Linked DNA regions of Sus scrofa: region 1 is linked to region 2. Evidence: chromatin contacts called from public HiChIP or PLAC-seq data. All regions are on one chromosome and are shown on one strand. The core of a region is the stretch at or near the end of the contact, and the rest is flanking DNA. Distances in the headings are between cores, read along the strand shown.

Region 1 (6,875 bases), core at 3,163-5,662, 46 kb before region 2:
AACTCTGGGCCCTGCTGCTACCTGACATGAGCTGCCCTCTTCGGAGGGCATGTGCTCTCCAGTTTGCCACAGTCTTCACCTCTCCCTAATGTCTCCCTGACAGGTTGTTTCTTAGACCAGGTCCGTCTCCCTCAGGTAGTCCTCTCTCACCTATTTCCTGGCACCCGCATTTGCAAGTCCTGAGCAATCCTCTGTCTCAGATGATGGCAAATGCTTTCTGTAAAAGGCCAGACAGTATCAGTTTTACGTTTGCCAATCCCAAGATCTCTGCTGTGACTACTCTTTGGCTCTGCCACTGCAGTGTGAAAACAGCCACAGGTAAAGGGACGGGAGGGCCAGTTGGACTATTTCCAAAAGCAGGCGGTGGGCTGCCACCCCGGCTCTGTCCGCTGGGACTCAGCAATGCTGCCCTGATCCACTCATCTGAACTGTCCTGAGCCCCGACAGCCTCTGTCCCTCCCAGCCCTTGCCCTTCTGTTCCCCCATCTTCTATATGTCTAAGAACAGAGGCTTCACCTTCACTTTCAAGACCTGGAGTCAGGGCCATTCCCGCTGGCTCTTGGAGAACTCAGTGTGGCTGGCCTCCTCATTAGCACAGAGAAGAACATTCTGCACAGGTGACCAAACAGCACCGGTGACAGGGGGACCCACCTTGCACAGGTGGGGATTCTGCCTCTGGGAACACTCCCTAAGGAAAGAAGCTTCGCTGCCGAGAAAACGCTTTCTCCAGGAGAAGCATCACACCTGAGTGGCGTGGGATTCTGGAAACTGGGTGGAGGGGGGAAGGGAAGCCTGAGGGGATGCCCACGGGGACTGCGGACCAGAGGGTCAGGCCCACTCAAGGCGCTCTTGGTCTTGAGGACTGGGAAAACGAAAGCCGAGGTAAAGTGATCAGAGTGGGGATGGCAGGTGAATCCCAACGTCCCCAAAGCACCAACACCAGAGGGACTTGGAGTTCCTTTCATGGCTCAGCGGTTAACAAACCTGACTAGCATCCATGAGGACCCAAGTTTGATCCCTGGCCTCGCTCAGTGGGTTAAGGATCTGCGGTTGCCGTGAGCTGTGGTGTAGGTTGCAGATGCGGCTCAGATCCCATGTTGCTGTGGCTGTGGTGTAGGCTGGCAGCTGTAGCTCTGATTTGACTTCTAGCCTGGGAACCTCTATATGCCTCGGGTGTTGCCCCCCCCCAAAGAAAAAGGACCAGAGAGACTCCCTTGCACCCATAGGTTGGGTGAGAGTAAGCCCCACCCTCCAGTGCACTCACAGTGCCACGGGAGCCTGTGTCATTCAACCCTCAGAGCCGCCCGAGGCCGGGGACTCCACACACCCTCTTCACAGATGGGGGAACTGAGCAGAGGGGTCAGGGGCCGGGCCCTGGTCACACACTGGTGGGTGTCAAGGGCTGGGAGCAGGACCGCAGGCTGGGGTCTGACCTGCCTGACACGTGTCCTGCCATGACCTCCCCCCATCACTGCTCTGCTTGGGTCTGGGGGCTCCATGTGTGGTTTTTGTCACTGAAGATGATAAGAAACAGTGGACAGAAGACTGAGGGTCGGCAGGGAGAGGAGGGGCTGAGGGTCTCCTGCCCACCTGGCCAGGCCAAGTGGCGGGTAGAGGCCACTGCTGGCAACCTCCCTCCCGGCTTTTTTTTTTTTTTTTAATTGTAATAAATTCACACAACATAAAGTGAATTTAAAGGGAGCAGATCAGTGGCGTTTAGTATATTCGCAGTGTTGCAAAACCACCACCTCTTTTAGTTTCCTGACATGTTCGCTGCCCCAAATGGAAATTCCACCACCCCCAGGCACCCCCTCCTCATTCCCCCTGCCCCCAGCCTTGGCAAACACTGACTACTTCCTGTCTCTATGGACTTACTTCTTCTGAACATTTCAAATAAATGGAATCACATACCACATCACCTTTTGTGTCTGGCTTCTTCCACTGAGCATGTGTTCAAGGTTCATCCACATTATAGCCTGTGTCAGAGCTTCATCCCTTTTTCATGGCTGAGTAATATTCAGTCACATGGGGAGATGATGTGGTATTTCTTCATTCGTCAGTTGATGGATATTTTGGGATGTTTCCATTTTTTGGCTATTATGAAAAATGCTGCTGGGAACATTTGTATATAGGTTTCTGTGTGGACATTTTTCTTTGTTTTTTAGGGCTGCACCTGAGACACATGGAGGTTCCCAGGCTAGGGATCCAGAGTTATAGCTGCTGGCCTACACGACAGCCATAGTAACAAGGGATCAAGCCGTGTCTGTAACCTACACCGCCACCAACGCTGGATCCTCGACCCACTAAGCGAGGCCAGGGATCAAACCTGCAACCTCATGGTTCCTAGTCGGCTTTGTTTCTGCTGCACTATGAACTCCCTATGTGGACATGTTTTAAATCTCTTGGGTACATATATCTAAGAGCGGAATTGATGGGTCCTACGATAACATTATGCATAACTTTTTAAGGACCTGCCAGACTCCCCCACCGTGGCTGCCCCCCCCCTTGGCAGTGGGAGTCAGAGGTCTCAGAATGGGCTGGCGGGGATGGAGGGCGTAGGATGGGGATCCAGCGTAGGCGGTGCTGTACCATGGTGGTTCAGGGCTCTGGGATTCAGTTCTGATTTCTCTGCGCACACGGGTGGTTGGCAGAATGATGGTGCCCAAAGATGTTCCCATCTGAGTCCCTGGGACCTGTGAGGATGTTACCTTATGGGGCAAAAGGGACTCTGCAGATGTGATTAAGGATTCTGATGGGGAGATTATCCTGCGGGCCAGTGTAATCACCGGGGTCCTTCTGACAGGGGGGCTTGAGGACAGATGCAGAGAAGGTGTGAGGGTGAAGGGGAGGCAGGTGGGGCGGGAAACAAGGGAGGTGGGTGGGTGGCCTCTGGAGCTGGAAACGCCCAGGAAGGGATTCTCCCCTGGGACCTTGGCGAGGAATGTGGCCCTGCCCACCCTTTAAGACTCTGACCTCCAGAACTCTGAAGCTAATAAACTTGCATTCCTTCAAGACACTATTTATTTCGCCCATCATGGCTCAGCAGAAACGAATCCATGAGGATGCAGTTTCAAGGCCTGGCCTCGCTCAGCGGGTTAAGGATCTGGCGTTGCCATGAGCTGTGGTGTAGGTCGCAGACATGGCTCCAATCCTGAGTTGTGGCTGTGGTGTAGGCCAGTGGCTACAGCTCTGATTCCGCCCCTAGCCTGGGAACCTCCATATGCCACAGGTGCAGCCCTAAAAAGCCAAAAAACAAACAAAAAACAGATGTGTGACTTGAGCTAGGCCTCAATTTTCACATCTGTAAAATGGCAATAGCAATAATACCACTTTTGCATCGTGGTGAGGACTAAATTAGGTAACGAATGTATGGGTATCCTTCAGCGATACTGTGGGTTCTGTTCCAGACAGACCACCACAATAAGCCGCACATTGCAATAAAGTGAGTCCCACAGATTTCTTTAGTTTTCCAGTGCATATAAAAATTCTGTTTACACCGACTATCGTCTATTAAGTGTACAAGGGCATCGTCAAAAAAAAAAAAAAAAAAAAAAAACAACCAACCACAACGTATTAACTTAAAAACACTTTTCTGAAAAATGCTAAAATGATTACAATAACAACAGCAAAGATCACAGACTGCCAAACAAATATAAGAACAAGGAAAAAGCTTCCAAATGCTGTTGGAAAATGGTGCTGATAGACGTGGCTCAACATAGGGTTGTCTCAAACTTTCAATTTGCCAAAAAATGCAACATCTCGGCGTTCCCGTCGTGATGCAGTGGAAACAAATCCGACTAGGAACCATGAGGTTGCGGGTTCCATCCCTGGCCTGGCTCAGTGGGTTAAGGATCCGGCGTTGCTGTGGCTATGGTGTAGGTGGGAAGCTGGAGCTCTGATTAGACCCCTAGCCTGGGAACCTCCACATGCCTCAGGTGCAGCCCTAAAAGAGCAAAATAAATAAATAAATACATACATAAATTAAAAAAAGGACAACACCACAACATCTCAAAGTGCAGTAAAGAAAGGGGGTGCCTGTACCGTGTAGGCAATGGAGCTTCACATTAGCCCACATTTTCCCAGCTAGACCATGAGCCCCACAAGCACAGGAAGCTGAGTCCACCTGTTTACAGCCAGTCCCAAGCGCCGAGAAGTCTTGGCCTCTGCTCTGAGAGAAGGGGGGCGTGACAGTGGCCTCCAGATGGTGTTGTCATCAGCTCAGCGTTCTGGGGGGAGAGCTCATTTGAGGGACCACAACCATCGCCTCACAAGGGTCACTGCGAGGACAGGAACAGGGAAGGGGACCCAGGCAAGGGCGGCGGACAGGACACAGCTTCCCCCTCCCCTCCTCTCTTCTTTTTCACCTGCCTCCCTCTCTCCCACCAACCTCCCACCATCCTGTCTTTTCTTCATTCGCCAAGTCAAGGGCGGCTCAGTGCCCACTGTGTTCCAGGCTACGTGTCTGGTCTGCTGAGAAAAAGCGAGAGCTCTCCCGAGTGAAGAGGCTTCTCCCTGGGTCCCCCAGCACCTGTCAAGGTTGGGAGGCAGGAAACACACCTGCGGGGCTGGCCCAGCCCCGCCCTCGCCTGGCTCCAGCAGCCCCCGGGGGAGTGGTGGGGTGGGGCTGGTTGCCAAGGCCTCAGGAGGTGCGGATCCGGAAGCAGGAAGTCGTCTTTGCTCCCAGGACCAGGGACTTGCCTGGCCGGGAAGCTCCAAGGCAGGTGGGGGCTCAGGGCTGGGGCTGGTGGGGGGAACGGGCTGCCCGGGCCAGGGTCAGGGTCGTTGAGACGAGAAGAGAGGCAGGGCCTGGGCTGGACTGTCGGAGGCCTGGACTCGGCAGTCCCAGAGGAGCCCAGGGTTCTGAGGCGGCCCACTGGGGGGCTGGGCAGGTGGCACCCAGGACCGTCCGGCTGAGATGGCTTTGTCAAGGGCGGGCCTGGAGCAGGAGCTGAGCGCCACAGGCCAGCAAGTGCTGGGGAAGCTGAGGAGCCACCAGCTGTTCCAGTCCCAGTGGGACACCGGGGCCTTCGTCATCTTCCTCATCTTCCTCGGTGCGTGTGGATGGGTGTCGGGCTGGGTCAGCCTCCCGGCCCAGGGTCCGAACTGGACGCAGTCTTGTCCCACCTACAGGCGTCGTGCTGCTCCTGCTGCTGCTCGTCTTCATCCACTGCTGCTGCTGCAGCTGCTGTGACCGCCACTCCTCCAGGCCTCAGAAGGTGAGCCCCCAGCACCAGGGCCCGGCTGGCACCAGGACACGGCTCTAGGGCAGAGGGGCCAGGGGGCGGAGGAGGGAAGCCACTGTCCCTTGCGTCTCTTTCAGGAACGCTCCTGGGGGGTTGATAACTTGGCCCTGGAACCTTAGCCGGAGAGCCCTGCCCCTCGTCTTTGTCTGCCGGACAGCAAGAACCATGCCTCGTTCAGCCAAAGCCGGAGTCTGGAGCGAGTTCTGAGCCTCTTGTGTGTGTGGGGGGATGGACGGACAGGGCAGCCCCCCCCTCCCCCTTCTTCTAGATGCCCCCAGGTCTCAGCCTTCAGCTGGAATGACTGTCCCCAGGAGACCTTAGGTGACCTGCTGTAGCCACTCAGTGACTGTCTGTGACCATCCCACTTGGCCCCTTGGCACCTGGGAGGCCAGGGGCTCAGTCCGCAGTCCCTGGGTACTCTGCCAGCTCCTGGCCATCACGAAGCCCTGGCCAGGTCCCCACTCAGACAGACACGAGGGCTCCAGGCAAAGTCAGATGATCTTTATTCCTCAGAGGCCCCAGCAGGGTCATGGAGTGAACACAGATAAGGGCATCACAGCTCATGGTGGGCGCCTTCTGTCCCCCTCTCCTGACACAGAGCCTAGGGCCACCACCCATGCCACGCCCTCCAGGGGCGGGGCGTGTGTGGCTCCCCTCAACGTCCTCAGCTGCCCCAGGGAGGGGAGGGAGGGAGGAGGGCCAGCCCTACCCTGAGTCCAAAGGTTCCAGCCTTCTGCGGAGGGCAGGGCTGGGACTTCGGCCACCTCACAGCCCCACCTTCCTGACCCCTCCCCCCCCATTCCAAAACAAACCGCAAGCCACTATCCCTTCGTCCCAGAGTTCAGGTCCATCCATGCAGACGTGACAGGCAGGACAGGGTGAAGAGGGAAATAAATAGCCCATGGTGCACAGCTCTGGCTCTGGCTGGCACTCTGAGGCGGTGGGGGGACAGGGGCCCCTGGGCGGGGGGCCATGCCCAGGGGCCCGGGTCTTGGGCGCTCCGCTCAGAAGGGCCTGTAGCTCCAGTAGCTGGAGAACACGGAGATCTGTGGAGGGAGAAAGCGGGGCGCATGCTGGGTGGTGGGGCTGGGGGTCTGGACACCACCGCACCCTCTGTGACCCTGGCGGGATCTGAAGGTCAACTCGGGGCCATGTGTCAAGGGCCCAGCCACACCACGGCCCATTTGTCTGGCGTGTGTGGAGGGTATAACAGATCTTAAGATTAGGGGGTACTGTGGTGGTGTGACAGGAGGCCTGTCGTTTGGCTGGCCTAACCTGAGGGAGGCCCAGCCCAGGAGCCACTTGCACATCCCCCCCAACCCCATCCCTGTCCCCACCTTGTCCTTGAGCTGCTGGCAGAGCTGCAGGGAGACGGTGAAGAAGACCAGGGCGTCATTGAGCCAGGGGATCACACACTCCACCTTGTGCACGTGGCTCACCTCCAGACGCTGTGCGCCCCACTCACTGGGGGGAGGGGGGAGGGTCCTCGAGGGTGGTCCAGCCAGCCTGGACCCCATCCCCTCAGGTGCAGAGGGTTGGGGTGGCGAGGGTGCCCAGGGACCTCCCCCAGGGGCATACTTACAACATGGCCCCGGGGCTGTGGAGCACAGCGCCTCCAGCCGGGCGGAAGTT
Region 2 (6,600 bases), core at 655-3,154:
ACTAAAACGGCCCTGTTTTAAAAGCAGACCAACATCATTACCTCCTGTAATGTGACCCTGTCATTATGGAAGAAACGCAGAAAACACTCTTAAAAATACCTCTGTGCAGGAAGAGTTCAGACAGGTCAACAGTGACAATGAAGTAACAGTGACAACACCGAGACACTGAAAATGCCATACTGCAAAGAGTCTGAAGACATTTCCTAGGCTCCAAACAAGAATATAAAAACAGATCGGTTGGAAAGCTATGAAGGATCACTTCGTGCAAAACGTGGAATGCCAGCTTCTGCAATGCACTGGAGCAGCACATATGGTAAAATGCAAAGAAGATTTAAACTCAGTGGGACAAAAATACTTTGACTTTTCACTAGCCTACATTTAGATTTTTCTTACTGGAAAATTTGTTTTCTTCTCCATTTATTAGATTTATGTGCAAAGCTAAATTCAAGTTAGAAAGGATTTTCAGGATGAAAAGACTTTTCCACAAACCACCTCTGATTCAAGAAACAATAACATACTGTAGATTTAATGACGTGGTTTAAATTACACTGCCTTTTCTAAAAAAACTGACAGTGGAGGAAAAAAAAATTCTCCAATGTTATTTAAATAGGCCCAGTTAAACTCAATGTTAGGAATTCAAGGGACTGCATCTTATACTCTCCACCTCCTCAAACTCAACTTCAGATGTCCGCCAGTCACTCACCTTTCCCGGCCAAGGAGGATACCGGCCGAGTTTCCCCCTAGAGAAAACACAAAGAGTCAGCATTTGCCCTGGAAAGGCCAGTCCGTCTCCTTCAACCCACTCAACATGCAATTTATTTTCCTAAATCTCCCCTTCGACGCTCAAGTGCCAGAATAGAAAAAGCTGGGAACCAGAAGTTCTTATTGTGGCATCCACAGCTGGGCCCAAGAGGCCCAAACCCCTCAGAAATGCAATGCAAAACTGTAAACTTGTGTGCATTCTTCCGGTGACAAGGGATACAGAAAAACAAAACTACCAAGAGTCGTTTGTCCAGAACCTCCCCGGGACGTGACGAGGGTGGCGGGACGGTCTGCTGTGTAAACACAGACTTCCCCTTACAAAGTCTGGTTTCATCCCCCAACCCGGCTTTGACAAATGCTAATGGAAATCCTTCCTCTAGACTGAGAAATGAGCTACGCAGCTCAGCTGGAGGGAGGCGGCGACAGTAAGTCTTGGTTCGGGCGGTTGTCTGGGACACAGAAGCAGACCAGGGGAAGCACCCAAGGAGAAACTGGTCCCTGCCAAACCTCCAGTTGTAAAGGAGAAGTCCCCACTCCGTTTCTTCACAGGACAGTGCCAGCAGCCCGGTTTCGACACTCCCGGCTGAGCCGCCCGCACCGGTCGGTGCCATCGCAAGGCGGGTTTCGACGGGCAGGCTGGGACGCGATGGCTCCGCAGGCTCCCCGGCTCTCCCGCTTTCCCGGGAGCCCCAACCAGACCCCGAGGCGAGGACCGGGCGTCCGCGGGAGCCGCGCGGCGCTGGGCACTCCCCAAACGGTGGCCGCTGGAGTCCGGGTCCTGTGCGCAGCCCTCTCCACAGCTCAAAGCCGGGTCCGCCGCGGCCACCCTCGGCCTCAGTCCCCCCGGGCCAGGCTGCCCCTTCCGCCCGGCGTCGCTCCCAGCGCCCGCACCCCGCCTCGCCCACTCTCCGCCACCTGAAGCGAAGAGAAAGGCAGCCCCGGGGCGGGCTGCGAACCCCACGCACAGGGAGGCAACTCCCCAGCGCACATCACTCGGCCCGGGCCGCCTGGACTCACCACACCAAATCGCCGAGCCGCAGACTCACAGTCGCCATCTTACCACCCAACCACCGCCGGCGCACGGGCAGCCGGGAACATCAGGTCGTCCCGGTGCCGCCCATTGGAGTGAGCCCGGTCACGTGACGGGGGCTGACCGTAACCGGACACGCCGCTGCTCTGACGTCACCGCGCCCGCCCAGGCTCATAGGCCGGCCTAGCGGCACGTGACCCGGGCGCCGCGGTCTCCGCGCGCCGGAGCCCGGAGACTCCCGGCTTCTTCCCCCTCCCTCCGGCTCGTGACAACGTAGCGCAGCGGTCTGAGGCGGCGGCGACGGTGCGGCCGGCGGAGCGAGCGAGTCCCCGAGCTAGGGAGCAGGTCCTGCGGCCCGCTCCGCCCCAGGGCCCTGGCCTTCAGCCCCTCCCCCTCGGCGCTTCCGTTACGGCCGTTAGTCCTGCGCGGGCCCGGGGCCGCCCGCGTCTCCGAGCCGGCAGCTGCCCTGACGGACTTCGGCGCGGCCTGGAAGCCAGCCTCCGCCCGCGCCCGGGGCCTCGCGCCCGACGGGCTCTTCGCGGCCGCGCCCGGAGGGCGGACAGGTCCTTCGGAGGGTGGACAGGTCCTTTGGAGCGCTCTTTCTAACGGCCGGCGTCCAGGGAGAGGCTCCGATCCTGCGTCCGCGTCGCACGTTCTCCTGGGGCGCAGTGCTGCCCGTCCCGAAGTCCCAAGTTGCCCGGCCGACGTGGAGCCGGCGTCTCTCTGCTTCCTCCTGGGCCGGCGCGTCGGCACGGCCGGCGAGGCCCCCCGGGCGCGCGGGGACCGGGCCATGGGCCGTGGCGCGGGCCGGCCGACCGCCGGGAGGCATGGCTCGGTGGCCGGCCGCTAGCAGCGCGGCAGCCCGGGCTCCCGGGCCGGCATGAGGACGGCCACGGGGGAACGAGTGCGGCCCGCGGGGCCGTAGCCTGCGTCGCGCCGGGGACAAAGGTACGTGTCTTTGTGGGAACTGGGCTCTCACGTAAGCTTTGTTGTGGTTTGACACTTTTAGGGAAGTTGGAAACAGGCTGTTTTGACAACAGGAAGGCAGACGCTAAGCGTAGTTTCAGTATGTTCAAACTAAACCATTGAATGGGGAATCTTGAATAACAAGCAGTTTAGCACAGCGTCTGCCTAAATATCACCATCGCAGATAGAATGTAAAACATTTTAAAAAGGTTCCAATCTCAGTTTGAGAACCCAGGGAGTCTAAGTCAAGTGTTAACTTACCCGGGACTTTTCTTGAGTCACCGCCTGCATGAAAGAGTGGCAGGTCCACGGGCATCTCTCATAGGTGTCGTGTTATACAGAGACTGGGTGTAAACGGGAAGTTTTTAGCGAACTGACTTGTCCGAAGCCTGGTTTCTCTTTGGAATTCAGTTTCGCTGAAGTACCATCAGCTAGTTTCAGGAAGTGTCATTTACTGGTAACTATTTTGTGTTGTTTTAAATACAAATCTATGATTTAAAGCGTATTTAAGTTTCCAAGAGGGAACACTAAAATTCAACACACCTTCCTAACTTAATTTTTGAGGAATCGAAGGGTACGTTAATGACTTCATAAAATACACAGATCTTAAATCAACATCACATTGGACCTAGAGACATTCCCATTACAGTCAGGAACATGGCAAAGAATATATTGTCTAACATTCTGGCAGTTCTAGCCAATGCAACAAGACATGAAACAAAAATAAAACGTATTTTTTCGGAAAGTAGGAGACAAAATTTTTCTTCTGTGAATGTTACTCGACAGCCTATTTTGAAAAGTGCAAGGGAAATCCATTAAGTAAGAGTTCATTGAAGAGACTAATTACAAAGTCAGCATGCAAAATTCAGTTAGTTTTTCTACATTTTTACCAATAATCAGTTTGAAAATATTAAGAGGGTATGTAACAACAAAAAAATACTCCTGAGTATAACCTGAGGTACAGAACGAAGTTGTTATTTTGGGGTTAGCATCTGTTGAGGTTTTTTAAGAGGGGTGGTTTTGTTTGTAGAATACTGTGCTTTTATTTAGAATAATGTTCAACTCATTAAAATGCTCAGCTCATTGCAATTGAGTATCCAGGAGTTCCTACTCTGGTGCAGTGGATTAAGACTCCGACTGCAGCCGCTCTGGTTGCTTCAGAGGCCAGATGCAGTGGGTTGAAGAATCCCTAGTTGCTGCATATGTGGCATAGATCACAGCTGTGGCTCAGATTCATTCCCTAGCCTGGGAGCTTCCATATGCCATGAGTGCAGCCATTTTAAAAGAAAAAAAAATTGAGTATCTTAAGTGCTTAGCTTTTAAAAGCCTTTTAATCTTTGTTGACAATTTTATTTTTACAGATCTAAAAATGCTTATGTAAAAATATATTTGATTTTTGACAAATTTTCAATTAAGGCACCAGTTTAACAAATTGAATACCCCCAGTGAACTCTTTTTAAAAATTAAATTCTGGAGTTCCCGTCATGGCACAGCGGAAACAAATCCAGCCAGCAATCATGAGGTTTTCGGGTTAGATCCCTGGCCTCACTCAGTGGGTTAAGGATCTGGCGTGGCCGTGAACTGTGGTGTAGGTCGAAGACTCGGCTCAGATCTGGAGTTGCTGTGTCTCTGGCGTGGGCCGGAGGCAACAGCTCCCAATTGGACCCCTAGCCTGGGAAGCTCCATATGCCGCGGGTGTGGCCCTCAAAAGACAAAAAAAATAAATAAATAAACTCCCTCAGATGTTCTAACCTGAATTCAAAGTTTTATATGGTTGTTCTTTCTCTCAGATACATCACACTTCTAAAGCGTGAGCTTACAAACCTAAAAGTAAAATCTTTTCAAGGTCTTAACTCTTAGGCGTCTAATACTCATGTAAATGTAAGTCAGGTGTTTTGAAAGCATACTTTCAATTTAGTTACATTTCCTTAAGCATTTCAAGTTAAAGTTGTAACTAATAATCATGAATGTGTCTCATTCTCTTAAATGTTTCACATGAATTACTACAATGACTTAGAACTTAATCTAAAATGTAAGTGTTGATATGCTATTGTTTGATTTATTTTATTTTCTAATCTTATTTATGTAATTTCTTAGGCCTGCAAAATCACTTACCCAAGCAGTAGAAGCATTTTTATCATCTAGGGGATTGAAGTTACACTATCTAAAATTTGGGCCTAGATGAGGTTACATTTTTATTTATTTATTCATTTAATTTTGTTTTGTTTTGTTTTTGTGTTTTTAAGGCCGCACTTGTGGCATATGGAGGTTCCCAGGCTAGGGGTTGAATCAGAGCTACAGCTGCTACTAAGACTACAGAGCCTACTAAGGCTCTGTCAGCATGGTTTCTCTAATTTCAAGAACTTAGTGAAGATACGTAGAAGAAAGACTGCAAGGAAGCATACTAAACAGTGATTATCTCTGAATGATGTGAAATGGCATGTCTTTTATATGTACATGAAAACTTATGTGTATATACATATATACATATTTGTTTTTCTAAGGCCGCACCTGCAGCATATGGAGGTTCCCAGGTCTGATTGGAGTTATAGCTGCCAGCCTACACCAGAGCCACAGCAACACCAGATCCGAGCCATGTCTTCGACCTACACCACAGCTCATGGCAACGCCGGATCCTTAACCCACTGAGTGAGGCCAGGGTTCGAACGCACAACCTCACGGTTCCTAGTCAGATTCGTTTCTGCTGTGCCACGTTGGGAACTCCAAAAATTTTTATATTTAAGGTAAATAGTAGGTAAGCAGAAAACAGTAAGTGGTAATTAAGATGAATTTAACAGTGCTGTTTCTTAACAGTGAAAGGTTTTTTTGTTTTTTTAATTGAAATCTCTATAACTGAACAGGCGAGATCATCATTTTTATCATCTTGGTTTGTTTACAGAAGCCATGCAGTGACACCTACTAAGACTTGTTGGTAGCCATGTCGGAGCCCCACAGGGTCCAGTTCACCTCTCTCCCGGGTCCTCTGAATCCTGCGTTTTTGAAGAAATCCCGGAAAGAGGAGGTTGGGGGAGTAGAACAGCATCAGGACTCTGAGCCGGCTGCAGCAGCTGTTCGGATTACACTCACCCTCTTTGAGCCAGATCACAAGCGATGCCCAGAGTTCTTCTACCCAGAGCTGGTGAAAAACTTGCGAGGGAAGGTGAAAGGACTTCAGCCGGCAGACAAGGTACACCCCCACGGCCCAGGCTCACTGCACATCTCATGCCCAGGGTTGCAGAGGGTGGAGGCAGCGCTAAAGAAGCTTTGACCCCCTCACAAAGCAAGCACAAGGTTTGCTGGTTTTGCTTCTGGTAGGAAGGAATAGAATTCTTTCTAGAACCATTCCCTGATTTGCGTTAGAGAAAATGTATGGCAGATCCAAGGCTAATTTGAATTATGGTTAATAATATGAAGAAACAACAGATTTTTTCATGGAAAGGCTATAAATGTTACATGTAAATATGACCAGTCCCTTGGAGTTCCTGTCGTCATGTAAATATGACCAGTCCCTTGGAGTTCCTGTCGTGGTGGAATGGAAACAAATCTAACTAGGAACCATGAGGTTGCAGATTTGATCCCTGGCCTTGCTCAGTGGGTTAAGGATCCGGTGTTGCCATGAGCTGTGGTGTAGGCCGGTAGCTGTAGCTCTGATTCCACCCCTAGCCTGGGAACATCCGTATGCTGTGGGTGTGGCCCTAAAAAAAAAAGTAAAAAATATGACCAGTCCCTGGCTTTTCTAGTGCTGGAATTTCATGCTGGGCATTTCTCTTTTCCAAGGCACTCTCACACTGCCTAATAGGAAGGCAAGCAAGAAAAGACGCACACTGCTCATCTCTTCTGAA

The links. HiChIP or PLAC-seq counts read pairs in DNA pulled down with a chosen protein or histone mark.
Region 1: a contact with region 2 is called in an H3K27ac HiChIP or PLAC-seq map of alveolar macrophages. The contact joins the promoter of SMIM22 here to the promoter of GLYR1 in region 2. A contact is called at or near these places in 5 of 47 Hi-C or Micro-C datasets (embryonic fibroblasts, epiblast stem cells, fetal skeletal muscle and 1 more) and 2 of 2 datasets of contacts at active chromatin or transcription factors (alveolar macrophages and skeletal muscle).

What each region holds. Positions count from the first base shown.
Region 1 is chr3:37,598,853-37,605,727 of Sscrofa11.1, reverse strand. SMIM22 (small integral membrane protein 22) reads left to right here and starts at 4,412. Exons shown (of 4, transcript XM_013995680.2): 1 at 4,412-4,717; 2 at 4,890-5,051; 3 at 5,131-5,216; 4 at 5,321-6,154. The coding sequence starts at 4,916. The coding sequence ends at 5,362. ROGDI (protein rogdi homolog) reads right to left here. Exons shown (of 11, transcript XM_021086663.1): 9 at 6,826-6,875; 10 at 6,581-6,707; 11 at 5,724-6,289. The coding sequence ends at 6,248. It also overlaps a transcript of SEPT12 not described here.
Region 2 is chr3:37,550,661-37,557,260 of Sscrofa11.1, reverse strand. GLYR1 (putative oxidoreductase GLYR1) reads right to left here and starts at 1,904. Exons shown (of 16, transcript XM_013995678.2): 1 at 1,780-1,904; 2 at 704-740. The coding sequence starts at 1,817. It overlaps UBN1 (ubinuclein-1), which reads left to right and starts at 2,006. Exons shown (of 17, transcript XM_021086662.1): 1 at 2,006-2,740; 2 at 5,658-5,945. The coding sequence starts at 5,697.